2 separate regions of the Mus musculus genome follow, and region 2 is linked to region 1. The links are chromatin contacts, called in public Hi-C maps. All regions are on one chromosome and are shown on one strand. The core of a region is the stretch at or near the end of the contact, and the rest is flanking DNA. Distances in the headings are between cores, read along the strand shown.

Region 1 (3,803 bases), core at 511-3,010:
AGTAATAAAGAAGCAAGAAGTCAAAGGGCCCCAGAATCTTCCCAACCTTCCAGCCTCCTGACCCAATAAATCAATATCGAAAGTTTGGCCTCAGCGTTTTCCAAGTCTCCCCAGTTTCGATTGTTCTGCTTCCTTTTCTGTTTACCGGAGAAGAAAATGCTTAATTTCTTTACACCTGCCTAAAGGAAAAAGAGGCCCTGACTTGCCTTTTCTGCCCACAGGGGGGAAATGGTAATACCTTTGTGGGGGGGTGGGGGAGGAGGGGGGTAGTGTTGGAAGGGGGTAAGACAAGAGCTAAGCAAACAGAAGGATCAGCTAAAGTCAATATCGTTACCTGTGGTATTGAGCCTGTAAAAACTGAAACTCTTCCTTAATCCGATCACAGGATTCTGAAATTGTAAATTTGAAGGGTTGAGCAGGCTGATGCGGTGCCTAAAGAACAACAATAAAATATTTAATTAGCCCACATCGCAGGTGGGGGGTGGACAGCCCGCGGTCCGAGACGTGGGGGGGTTGGTCGCGCCGCTCCCGCCTCTCGCTCGCCTGCTGGGGTCCCGGTGCCTCCGGGCGGCCTCCCTCGGCTCAGCTTCTCAGCCTGGCTTCCGCCTCCCCCCGTCACCCCCCAAACCCCCGAGCCCCCGGCCCGGCTCTCCCATCCCTCCCTACCCGGAATCGAAAGTGGCCCGTCGGAGGCAGCCGCGCCATGGCGTCGAGCGGCCGTCAGCTAGCAGAGCGAGTCCGGCCTGTGGCCGCCGGCGCCCTCCACCCCGCAGACTCGCGCCGCCCGGCTCGCCCCCCTCGGGAGAGCCGCGCGGGCGGAGAGCGGCGGCGCGCTGCTTCCCGGGGCTTCAGAGACAACAATAAGAAAATGGCTACAAGTCGGTCGCCTCCCGCACCCTCGGAGCGGCCGGCCGCGGACAGGGCTGCGGGCGCGGCGCCACTCACCGGGTGGCGCGTCTGCGGGTACATCTTGCTCAGGTCGCGAATCATCCACGCCGCTTTAGTTGGCTGCGCCAGGCAGAGGCGCGCGGCTCATCCGCTTCGAGGGCCCCGCGGCGGCGTCCCGGGCCTGCGGGTCTCGCGTGACGCGGGCGGCAGGCAGGCGCGGCGGCTGGGCGCGGGCGGCCGGCTCCGCATTCCCCGCGGGCGTCACTGAGGGCGGCGGGCACCGTCCGTCCTGCGCCCGCCGAGCCCCGCGCCCGCCGAGCGCCGCCCGCCTGCTCGCGCCCCACTCCAAACTTTTTTTATTTGTCTTTTAATTGGCTGCTATTCCTCGGAATGAATGGTCGCTTCTTCCCTGAGAGCGAGCGCAAACTCCTTTGGTTCGGAAGAGGTCTCGCGGCGCTTGGGGGTTCTCTGGAGATTTTTTTTCACTTCACAGCAACGATCTTTTAAAAGGCACCTTTTAGCTTCTTTTACCACATTTCATTTCCTTTTCTTCCTTCCTGTTTTTTTAGCCCCAAATTGAAGGGGATTATAAAAATAAAAGAGCGAAACGCTTGCGGCTTTTTAAAATTCTCTTTCAAACTCTGCGAACACCACCTCAAAATAATACACGAGTGTGTAAGAGGGGGAAGAAGGCAGCCAACAGCCGAACGCCCGCTCGGAACAGCTCTAACAACGCGCTCTGTGTAGGTGACTTCTTTGACCAAATTTAGCAGCAGCTAATCATTAACATTCTGATACATATTCACGACCATCCGCGGAGGGCCCAAGGAGCATCCCGGGAGATGTAGTCCTCGCGCGGCTACTGTGGCCAAGGATGCCTCCAGATTGACTACAGTCTCCGGCTAGCCCCGCGCGCTCTCCGCGGCGCTCTCCAGGAGCCCCGCCCTCCCGCGGCGCGAGGGCGCCGCATCAACCAATCGGAGATGGCTGAACATTAATCGCGGTTCTGTGTTACTGCCCATCATTTCACCGCTGACAAATGGCAAGCCAGGAGGGCGGGGCCGGGCAGGCTAGGCCCACGTGGGGACAGGGCGTGGCGTGGAGCTCCGACCAATAACTGCAAAGAATTGGTGCTGGCGGAGGCGGGGCGCAGCGGCCCGCCCGGGGCGGAGCCTCGCCCTGGCCGCTGTTCCCTAGTGCGAGCGTTCGAACCGCGGAAACATTTGTTCAGCTGTCAATCAAAGTAACGTGGGGTGGCGAGCCGCGGCGGCTGCTGTCGCTGCTGCACTGGCTGCATCTTTAGAAGCAGGTTTCGGCGGCGATGGCGGTGAGACTGCAGGCCGGTCCGAAGACGCCCTCCGAGGCTCATCTCCCGTTCGACGCGGAGCCCAGGCCTGGCGACCGCGCGGGGGTGCGCACTAATTAGGGCCCGATGTCTCCGTAAAGAGACAAGCTCGGCCTTGTGCAACGCGCCGAAACCCCTGTTGAGACAAGAGAGGGAGGATCGCGCTGATCCCACTCCGTGCGGTTCACATCCATTTTACGCGCTGCTGGAGCCGGCATAATTTTCCGCGTGAGCGCGGACGCCGTCGGCCCGGTTTAGAGCCGCAGCCGGGAGGCGTGCACTGGGCCGGTCCCAGAGCTTCCCGGCCGGCAGACTCTTGACATTCCCTTTCTTTAGAGGCACCAGTCAACTTACTCCGGGGTTGAAAGAGGGTCCGAGTGTGGACCGTCGGGCCTTGGGCTTGTGATGGCCTACGGAAGAGGGTCAGAACCCGGGAGTGGCAGCCCGCCCGAGGCAGTTTTGAGACTTGGCGGGTGTTGGGAGCCTTAAGGCTGAGCTAAGGAACCTCTGACCCCTGGGCAATCAAAAGAATTCGGAAAAAGTCAAGCAGGATTGTAGCCAAGGCTGCTGTGTTTGGGACATTCATTTCTGAGTCCCACCTTAACTCGAAGTGCAGGCTAATACGGTGCTGTTGGTTCAACAAATGTGGGAAAAACGTTTTTCCTAATGATAGCGCTTTCCACGACAGAGGAACCGGTAGCTTAATGCCCAATTCAAGGCGTTCTGTGGGCCTCACTAGTACTGGCCACTGAGGACACCGAGGCAAAGAAAGACTGCAGTAGTCTTGCTAAAAATCCAGAACTGAGGCTCATACAATGCCTCCGTTCTGTAAATTTAATTTCCAAAATAAGAGGATGGAGGACTTGCCTCTGTCTCATACCCAATTATTAAAATGCGGCCAATCCAGAATAAAGGGGATTCACATAAAGAGGATTTTGAACACGTGAGGGTTTTTTTTTTTAAGCTCAACAATAATTGCATATTAGGACTGCATTTTTAAAGCTATCAGTTAAGCAAAATGGCTTTATTTTGCCTGTTTGAAAAAAACTTGCTTCTTAGAAATTTTGAAAAATTTTATACATTTATTTAGTGTGGGGGGGGCGGGGGGATTTGAGTCTGTGCGTGTGTGTGTGTTTGTGTGTTCACAAGCCCTGGAGATCAAGTGACAAGTGCATGTACCTGTTGAGCTATCTTGCTGGCTCCAAGTTATTTCCTGAAGCTCGCAGATGTACAGCAGTGTTCTGAATCGTTCTCAGAAGGCTTGAGTGATAACCGTGTCTGCACTAGGACATTGAGTCTCAGAACAAGAACAGCGCCGTTTTTCTGAGGTTGCTTATTTGCTTTCCCTGGAACTTTTTTTGTGTCTCTGTGGGAAGGAAGTTCCATGTTCTTTCACTATTTCAGGCAAAATGGCAGTAGGTTCCATGGGAACTGGGCCTTGGTTAATCAGGGCTATGCTCCAGTGCCATGGATGGGGCCTGGCATGTACCTGGTGCTCGCTCAGTAAATGCTTGTTGATGGCTTTGGCAAATCCAAGCCTTGTGTTCTCAGTATAGAACGCTGCTGTGTC
Region 2 (4,026 bases), core at 609-3,108, 360 kb after region 1:
ACTTTGGAGAGCAAGGCTCTATGGGAAGAAGCTCTGGGACTCTACTAACATAAATAAAGGAGGAAGGAAAGAAGGGAGAACCAGAAAGAAGGGTGGGAAGAAAACCAGATAGAAAAAAGAAAGGAGGAAGAGGAGGAGTGGGGTGGGGGGAGAAGAAAGAAAAATGAAGGAAGTTTGATTGGAAACCATTAATCTAAAGTAAGTCTCCTGCTCTGATCTCCTCCAGCCTCAAACGCATATTAAATAAACAAACAAAGGGACATGGCTGTCCTAATACAATTTTATTTATAGGATGCTGAAATGTTCATTCCATATGTTTTACATATCAGTAAATAAGATTCTTTTCCTTTGTGATTTGGACGCATAAAACTCATTTTTAACTCACATAGTCTGGTATGCAGTCTAGGTTTTGCTTTTAGTCTGTTCATTATTCCTCAAATTTCCAGCTAGAATTAGGAACCTAAAGATGGAGGAGCACTATACACCACTGCTCTGCTTGAAAACCAGTTTCCAACCTCATCCACAGCTGGGCAGGGCATGCCAAGGACACATTGTCATTAACTAGACACAGTGGGTCTGTGTGTCCAGGAATAAGTAGGTGGTGGGGCTTGGTGAATCTCATTTTCTTGCCGGTAAGTCAAGATATGTTTACCTGGCATTTTGATGGTGAAACAAAAGCTACAGAAGCACTCTTATGTAAACTTGGTATACTATTATATACTATTAAAGAAAGTGCAAATCTATCAGGAAGAATCTGAAACCCCTCCACCCCTACCCCCATGCAAGTGCCACAGACTGAAAGGACTGCCTGGGTAGGAGATCTTCCCTAGACAGTGATAGAGCTTTCCCCATCAATCTCCCTGCATCCCGGCTTCTGAAGATTGGCTGGCTCACCTTGTTAGTACACGGAGGAGACTGCTTCATGGCTCTTTGCCGGCTGTCTCCATATGACACAGCTCACAGAGTTATACCTCCCCAGCCAAAGCCTGTGCTTGCTCCTAGCTTAATAGCTGTCTGACAGAGCACCCTTTCTACAGCACAGCATCAAAAGTGTTCTTCCAAAGGTCAGACGCAATATGCCTGTGGTTAGCTCATTTGGATATGTAATCAGTTGTCTTCCCAGGGGAGGCAGGTAAGAAGTTTTGTGAGAGGACCTCCTCTCGCTTGCTGTAGTAAAAACATTTCTTAATATTTTAAAAGTGCCTTTACAAACATGAATTTTAATGCATCCCACCGAGCTTTTCTAAGCCCGGTGTTTCTCTGATGACTGTCATCCACCCTTATCCTCTGCTACCTATAGTGACTAGGCACCATCGCACTACATTTTGCCCACCTTCCTGGGTTCACATTTTCTTCTGAAAGTGTTGAGGTTTCTATTGTCAATGTTATGTTTCCCTACTTTTGCTCTGCTGAATACATCTATGATTTTTTTTTTCACAAAGAATAAAACAATTCCTCACAACAGAGGCCCTACTTTCTTGTTTCTGACACTATTTATTATAATTTTGTATGCTTCATCTAGTATACACATTTTACATTTTCTTTCCTTTCTTCTTGTTTCCAGAGCTTGCTTCCTAGAGCAGAGTTAGATACAGACATTCTCAACTAAGACACTTTGGAGAGGGCTTTGCGCAAGCACTTTTTAAGAATTTGGTTAAAAATGTAGTCACTCTGCCTTTAGGTTTAGGTTAAGCCACATCATTGCTGCTAGTGAATCAGTCATATGATATTTCTGCCACTGTTCTGAGCTCTAGGGTTTCAACCTCTGCCAGGCTTCATCTCCCTATGTTCCTGTCATTACCACACCACCAGACCAACGGCTTTCCCGTGAGCAGTAGTGAAGCTTCACCATTCTGTGGTTATGTCCTTTCATTCCCACCCCCCTTTTTTCCCCTCTAAATCTCCTATTGTGCAACAAAATGCTAACGTTACATTACAATCATCCTCACTGGAGTTTGACACTGGCAATGCTGACAGAGTTAAAGATAACTTTGTAAAGCCTTCTCATGAAACTTGGACCACAATTTTTATAAAATGGGGGGAAAATCACTCTTAGCTAAGAGGTAGGAAAGAGCAGCTTTTTTTCCTTTGAAAGGACTTTTCAGTAGTTTTAATAACAAGCCGTTCTGGGCCTTTGCTATTGTGTCTGAGAGGCAGCAGTATCCCTCACTTCTGCCTTCTGAGCTTGAACAGTGTCACTTGAATTCAATTAAGTACAGCCCTCCGGTTACTTTTATCTCAGGGTCAGCTTCTAATTGCAGGGATTGTAGCCAAGCTTCTTCCCAGCCCCCGCTGCTCTGTGACAGCTAAGGCCATAGTGTGACACAGCAGAAAGCTGGTGGCTGTGGCTGTGAGGAAGGACAGAGGTGAGCATCCTGGCTGTCAACCTGTTTCTATAAGTAAACTGCTCTTCAGAGTCTGTTCTAGTTACTGTAATCCTAGAAGACAGAAACCAGTGTGAAGATGTTCTATTTATTTATGGTAAGGTAGAACACCACCACCTCACTTACGAATAAAACCCAGCTAGCAGTCTTGCTGGACTGATGACCACCAGAACACAGACCACAGTCTCTTGAATATTGAAAACTAGGTAGGCAAGCCACAGCTGGGTGAATGTTGGCGCACAGATTAGGACGCTCTCACGTTTAATCCTGAAATGCACGTACCTCATAACTGCCATGTGTGCTCCAGTGATTAGAATTCACCCAGGTGAAGAAGGCAACTGAATTGTGTGGGGGCACTGGCTTCCCACCTGTCTGCAAGTGTGCAGGAACACCAGAGGCACTGGTTAAAGTACAAATGCTCAAAGGATCGAAGACTGGTGCAAGTGCAAGAGAACAAGGAGCCTGTCTTCCCTGAAACCCCGCTGCCACCTCCACCCCCCTGCACTATCCCTGCAGCCCTGGAGACTTTCAATTGTGTTCTTAATCATGCTCCTTGAGACTGAGTAGGGGACCTTGTAATTCTCTGTATGAGTCAGGATCACAGACAGGCTTTTTCCTGAGCATTTAATGAAATGACGGAATACAAAGAAGTGAGCAGAGTTAAGGGGAACAAGCCTGCGGGTGACGCCACACCCTTGTGCTCAGACTGGTGGGAGGCCATTCTCCATCTCAGAATCAGCGTCAGAGCAAGGAGTATGTCGGGGAGGAGCATTAAAGACCATCTCATCACTGAGGGTCGTGAACTGCGCCATGCTGTAGATAAGAGCGAGGGAAGAAACAGACCTCTTCCGGGCTCAATCTCGGGCTTTCTGCAGTGGTTCTTACTGGCTGAAACCAGCTGACTTCAGAGGCATGCCAGGCCCTGCTGATTCAAGCCTAGTACTAGGCCAAGGACTAGTACTAGGGTGGACAGGGCTAAAGAGACAGGACACTGGCATGTTCTCCTCACATAACCCTGCCTCTGCATTTCCCTCAAACTCTTGGCTTTCCTTCTTGATTTTCAACTCCGGGCCTTATGCTCTCAGTTTCCCTGCTTCGCAGGATTTCCTCGCTCAGCTCGCTGTGTGTGCCATAGCATAGTGCGATTGGCACGGAAGGTCGGCTCCATATGGGGCCGGGCGGCGCCTCCCATCTACCCTGCACAGCTTTGCTCAACATCCAGGGTACGCAGAGCACTCGCTCCTGCCAGCGCCTTCACCTGCGTGGGCTTTGTAGTCTCAACTGCCTTCCGGAACAGGAAACCTTTTCGGCACCAATATTTTGAAGTCACGCTTTGAGGCTGCAAATCTGTCACTGTTATATCCTTTCACATAGTGCCGTTTATATTTTGAGTGTTGCGTAGTAAATTGTAATTGCCACCAACTAAAATAGATATAGGAAATAGGAAGTGTGGGCATTTCTCATAATTTCCCATTCTCGTTGAATCTTCCCTTCGGTGTGACTGCAGTAACAGCTCTTGCATAAAACACCAAGGAACATGTTGGCCTGAACCGAAGAAAACTGCTGCGTATTCTCAGCAAATTCCATTAAGCTTATAGTTTTAGGCCTAGTCGATTTTCTCTCCACTGGAATTTTGAAGATG

The links. Hi-C and Micro-C count contacts between places; a contact is called where the count stands out from the background.
Region 2: a Hi-C map of the N1E-115 cell line shows a contact between it and region 1, with 9 times the contacts expected there. A contact is called at or near these places in 2 of 484 Hi-C or Micro-C datasets (the N1E-115 cell line and nephron progenitors) and 8 of 130 datasets of targeted methods (bone marrow-derived macrophages, craniofacial prominence, embryonic hindbrain and 4 more).

The regions. Positions count from the first base shown.
Region 1 is chr19:14,596,423-14,600,225 of GRCm38.p6, forward strand. Tle4 (transducin-like enhancer of split 4) reads right to left here and starts at 1,761. Exons shown (of 20, transcript NM_011600.3): 1 at 946-1,761; 2 at 335-432. The coding sequence starts at 990.
Region 2 is chr19:14,954,308-14,958,333 of GRCm38.p6, forward strand. No RefSeq gene overlaps it. Among named protein-coding and RNA genes, the nearest start is that of Tle4, 360 kb to the left of the region's middle.